2 separate regions of the Macaca fascicularis genome follow, and region 1 is linked to region 2. The links are chromatin contacts, called in public Hi-C maps. All regions are on one chromosome and are shown on one strand. The core of a region is the stretch at or near the end of the contact, and the rest is flanking DNA. Distances in the headings are between cores, read along the strand shown.

Region 1 (2,711 bases), core at 136-2,635, 210 kb before region 2:
ACTCAGAAAACAGCAACTGTTTCTATTATGTGGAAGCAGTGGCTGAAGCCCTCTCCCCTCACCCAATCTCTCAAACCCAGTTTGACTCCTCATGGTCAAACATAAGATAGTAAGTGTAGTGGTTAAGAGCATGAGGCCTAGGCCTGACTGCCTGGGATCGTATCCTGCTCTACCACTTGCTAGCTGTGTGATCCTGGACAGGTGACTTAACCTCTCTGGACCTTTTTTCTCCATTTATGAAATAAGTGTAATAAGAGTCCCAGCTCCTGGAATTGCTGTGATGATCAGATGGGTTCACAAAGTTTAAGTAAAGGGCTAGGATCCTGCCAGGCACATGATAGGGGCTATAGGAGCATTTGTTGCTCTTCCGGAATTGCAGGGGAGGAGGGACCTGGTGGCTCCTGCACAATTTACAAGGGACTCAGGGACAGGGATGGGAAGGAGGAGCTGGAGAAGAATCCTGATGTGAATCAGCAGGGAATTTCATAAAGCAAGGCCCACTGTATTTGGGATGACCCTCACACAGGACCTGTGTGCCCCCCGGGGAAGGGCCGCCTCACTCCCATCCTTCCCAGAGCCCAGCATGGTGTTTGGGCATCTCTGTAAGCCAGAAGCTCCATCCTTCTGGCTGCTCTATCTGGAAACTTGGAGCCATCCTTGGCTTTTATTTTTAGATTTTATTTTAAGTTCCGGGGTACATATGCAGGTCATGCAGGTTTGTCACATAGGTAAATGTGTGCCATCGTGGTTTGCTGCACCTATCAACCCATCCCCTATGTATTAAGCCCGGCAAGCATTCGCTATTTATCATGATGCTCTCCCTCCCCACCCCCACAACAGGCCCCAGTGTTGTTCCCGTCCCTGTGTCCATGTGTTCTCATCATTCAGCTCCCACTTATAAGTGAGAACATGCGGTGTTTGGTTTTCTGTTCCTGTGTTAACAGAAACACAAACATCCTTGGCTTCTTGATTTCTATTGATCGCATCTAGTCCAGCAGCATGCCCTGTCAGCTCCACCTTAGAACAGATCTGGAATCCGAGATCTGTTCTCCCTGCCTCCACCTCCACAGCCACCCCTTGGGCCTGTTCACCATTCTCTTCTGCTTGAGCCAGTGCAGGCACCCTGATTGTCCCCTTCCCCTGGCTCCTGACAGCCCATCCTCTACACCCAGTTGGAGGGATTCTTTCAGAAACGAAGTCAGACTGTGCCCTCTTCTGTTCAGAGCCCTCCATGGCTCTCACCTACCCCAGAGGAAAGCTAAGTCCTTCCTTCGACGTGCAAGGTTCTATGGGCGCTGCCCTTTACCTCTCTGAGCTCACTTCCTGCCATGCTGCCCCTCACTCATTCTGTTGCAGCCACACTGGCCTCTTCTCTGCCATCCTCGCTCATGCCAGGCATGGTCCAGCCTCAGGCCTTTGCACCTGTTGTTTCCTCTATCAGGAATGCCCTTTGTCTGGAAATCCCCATTGCCCAATCCCTCATCTCTTTCAAGCTGTACTCAAATATTTGCTCAGTGAGACCTTTCCTGCCCTGCCCCCTGCCCCCTATTTAGATTTGTTCCTCTGATGCTCCCCTCCTCCTTCCCTAGCTTATTTTTCTCCTTAGCACTCACTGCCATTGGAAATATGATCTATTTAATTTACCTATGAAGGCTGATACCCCTTCCTCCCCCATTCCATAATGTCCGCTCCACGCTGATGGGGACATGTGCGTTCTGTTCACTGTTCCATCCTAATACGTTCAGGTGACAGACAATATGAGTCTAGTGTGTTACCTTGGACACTGATGGAGGCAAGACTGTTAGGATGAGGGTGGAAGCAGGAGACCAGGAAGGAGGCTCCCGCAGGGGCCAGGTGAGGGAGGTGGGGCTGGGCCAGGGCAGGGAGGGGTGGCTGCGTCTAGATGGAGCAGCAAGCACGGGGTGTGGGGTGAGGGAAAGACAGGAGTTGGGGATGATGCCTTGGTATCCGCCCTGAGCATCTGGAAGGATGGGGCTGCCCTTGCTGGAGACAAGATGTGGTGGGAGAGCGGGTTTCGATCCTGGACAAGTTCCATGGGAGCTGCCTCCTGAGGCTTGCTAAGGCCAAACGCTGTTCCAGGGACTCAGGAACAGCAGCATGACACAGAGCCTGCCTTCTTGTCACTCATCTCATGGATTGGCATGGCAGCATTGCCGCTTACTGGGAAACATTGAGCCAGTGGCACCACTCCCCGAGCCTCAGTTTCCCCATCTGGATGACAGTCCCTCCCTCCCAAGGCCCGTGTGCGGCTCCATGAGCTCATGCCTCTGACGTGCCTGGCATCCAGTGGGCGCTCCAGCAGAGCTCGTTCCTTCCCTGTCCAGCCCCCATGCTGGCTGTCCCCCAGGAGACTGTGCTGGGAGCGTTATTTTTAAGCCTGGCTCCGGTGGGCTGGGCCATGGCTCTGAAGGCTGCGGGGAGACCACAGTGCTAGCAGCATCCCGCTTTCTTGACGCCAGGAGACCGCGGCACGGAAACATCAGGGGAGGCCGCCTGTGTTCATGCCCTGCCTGGTAACCCTTTATGCGAAATTATGTCATGTCACCCCATGCTGTTTATAAACATCTCTGACCTTTCCCAAGCAGGGCCGTGGGGGAGGGGGCTGCACCTAGTCCTCCCATTCCCCACCCCCGCACGCCAGGACCTGCTGGTGACCCCTCCCGTTAGCCCACATCACACAGAGCAAAGTG
Region 2 (2,700 bases), core at 199-2,698:
GGCGCCCCATCTGCATGTGCGGTTGGTTTGGACAAAAATATAGATATATATATATAATAAAATATTAAAATTACCGACGGGCTCCCCGCGCTGCCAAGTGCCCCAGTGCCAAAGTTTTGCCGGCGCCGCCGGGGGCGGAGGCGGGGGCGCGGGCGCGGGCGCTTCCCGGAGTCTCGGCCCCGGCCGGCAGGGGGACGCGCGCGGGGGCCGCGCTAGCAGTGGCCGGAGGAGGCGAGCAGGGGCTCGGGCAGCTGCTTGAACAAGTTCCGCAGGGTGCTGAGCTCGCGCGACAGCTGCTCCACCTTCTTCTGCAGCCGCTCGTTCTCGGCCGTGAGCTCCAGGACCTTGTGCTGCGTCTCCAGGTTGCGCATCTTGGCCTTGTCGCGGCTCTTGCGCACGGCGATGTTGTTGCGCTCGCGCCGGATCTTGTACTCGTCGCTGTGCTTGTCCACTGTCTTCTTGGCCTTGCTCTTGACCTGCGAGGGCGGCGGCGCGGCCCCCGCGTAGCAGGCGGCCGGGGGCGCCTTGGCGTCGGCGGGGCTCGGCGTGCCGGGCGGGCTGGACGACGAGGACGTGGAGAGGCTCCCGCTGCTGCCGCTCGGCACCGCCTGGTAGCCGAGGTAAGCGCGCAGCGCGTACGGGAAGCCCGCCGCCATGCCTGCGCCGCCGCCCGGCGCCCCGGCCTCCTCCTTCCGCTTGCAGTCCGCGGGCTCGAAGCCCGGCTCCGCCTTGAGCTCGGCGGGCGGCGGCGGCGGCGGGGGTGGCGGGTGCAGGGGCGCGAAGCAGCCGGGGTGCAGCGCGCCCTTGGCGGCCCCCAGGCGCCCCAGGCTCACGTAGCCGTACTCGGCCGGCTTCTTGCAGTTCTTGCCCCCGTAGTCGTCGGAGAAGAGGTCGGAGAGGAAGTCGTGGTGCTGCCCGGAGGAGGCGGGCGCGGGGGCGGGCGCGGGCGGAGCCGCCTCGAAGGTGTCCGTGGCCGTGGCGGGCGCCGGGGCCTGCGGCGCGCCCAGCGGCTCCAGGTACGGGCTGAAGTCGATGGCGCGCTCGTGGTCGCCGATGCTGCCCAGCTCGCCGGCTGGGGGGCGCGGCCCGGGTCTGGCCGCGGGGGGCGCCGCGGGGGCCGCCTTGCCGCCGTACGCAGCAGCCAAGCAGTCCGCCTCGTAGTAGAAGTTGGCCACTTCCATGGATTTAAAGGCAGGCGGCGGCGGCAGGGGGAGACATGCTGGGTCCCAGGCCACCAGGCGTTGCATGAACGCGGGTGCCCGGGGAGGGGGCCTGGGGCTGCCCGCTCCGGCCGGCCCGCAGGTGGCGCGGCCTCCCTGCTCTGAGCTGTCGCCGCTGCGTCGCTGCTGCTGCCGCCGCTGCCGGGGTGGCCGCTATTAGTGCGGGGGCTGGTGGCTGAACCCTCGGGTGGGTCCCCTTCCCAGTCCCGTGCGCGGCTCTGACTCGCTAAAGTTTCTCCTGAGCCCGGTTATTTATAAGGGCGGCCCGTAGCAACCGCTGCGTCACACCGGCCCCTCCCGCCGCGCCGCCGGGACGCGAAGGACACGGCCGCGGCCGCCCGAGACCCCCAGGAGGACGGCGGCAGGGCGCAGCGGAGGACCGGGCACCCGGAGCGCGTTTTCGGGGGGGGTCCCCGGGCCGCAGGGGGCGACCTCACGCCCCCTGCCCACCCCCGCCCGGCCGCCCCGGGATTGGGAGCGAGAGGGGGCGGTGCGACCCCGCCCCCAGACCGCCCCTCTGGGCTGGAGGCTGTCCTGGAAGGCGGGGGAATCGGAGGAGGGGGCGACCTGATCGCCTTCCCCCGGAGATGCGGCCCCGGCCCGCCCCCTGCTGGAGGAGGCGGAGGTTTCAGGAGGACCGAGCAGAGCCCCGACGGCGGACCAGGGGCCGCTCCCCGGGCGGAACCCTGGAGACCCCAGCCCGCAACTCTAGCTCCAGGAGAAGCGACCCATCTCCGTAGCCCTTCCCCCTAAACTCCCACCTCTTCCCCAGGTCCCCGGCTCTAGAAAGGAGTAGACTCCACGCCTGTGACGATTCCCCTCTTAAGCCACCGCCAATATGAGGACCCCGGGGGTCGGGGGGACGGAGCAGGATCGCGCTGCGCTGGGGGCTGGACCCTGGTCCACGGTGTCCCGCCCCTAGCCCCGCCCACCGCACCTGCCGCCTGCTTGCGGCTTGTACACACCCGGGTCTTCTCTTGCCCCGCGCCGCGCCATCCGACCTGGGCCCTGGGATGGTGCAGGGGCGGAGGGGTGCTGGGCCCTGCCACACTGTGTGACCTTGGATGAGTCACTTCTCCCAGCTGCAGTCCATGAAGGGTGTCGCTACTGTCAGCGGTGGTGGCATTGCTCCCACCAGACTCCCAAACCTAAGGCTTACGTTGTGGGCTGCACATCAGAGAGAAAGGGACCCCCATGGATTGTGCCAGTGGAGGCCCAGAGGGAGCATGGCATGGCATACCAAGGTCACATGGCCGCATGTCCCCCATTCATCCCAAACGAAATGCCCTCATCTGGGCCCTAAGACCTATTGCCAGCCCCAGAGGCCAAAAAGCTTCTGTTTCTGAAGCTGCTGGGGAGGGGCTTAAGCCAGGCCTCACGGGAGGGGGGTGGCATGCAGGAAACAGAGAAGGAAAGAGAAAGAGAAGTTTTTACCAAGTCCCTGCCCTGTGCTCAGGGTGGGCCTGGACCCCGAGGTTCT

The links. Hi-C and Micro-C count contacts between places; a contact is called where the count stands out from the background.
Region 1: a Hi-C map of liver shows a contact between it and region 2, with 2.8 times the contacts expected there. The contact joins the enhancer-like site here to the promoter of CEBPB in region 2. A contact is called at or near these places in 2 of 2 Hi-C or Micro-C datasets (liver and skeletal muscle).

Annotation. Positions count from the first base shown.
Region 1 is chr10:106,497,120-106,499,830 of T2T-MFA8v1.1, reverse strand. No RefSeq gene overlaps it. Among named protein-coding and RNA genes, the nearest start is that of PTPN1, 110 kb to the left of the region's middle. Within about 2 kb of position 1,385, at least 1 of the 6 cell types and tissues checked has an H3K27ac peak or open chromatin away from gene starts, as enhancers often do. A contact at or near this core is called in liver, where this site is marked.
Region 2 is chr10:106,283,288-106,285,987 of T2T-MFA8v1.1, reverse strand. CEBPB (CCAAT enhancer binding protein beta) reads right to left here and starts at 1,448. Exons shown (of 1, transcript XM_015429963.3): 1 at 1-1,448. The coding sequence starts at 1,247. The coding sequence ends at 213. It overlaps LOC141407938 (a long non-coding RNA gene), which reads left to right and starts at 2,620. Exons shown (of 4, transcript XR_012419543.1): 1 at 2,620-2,700.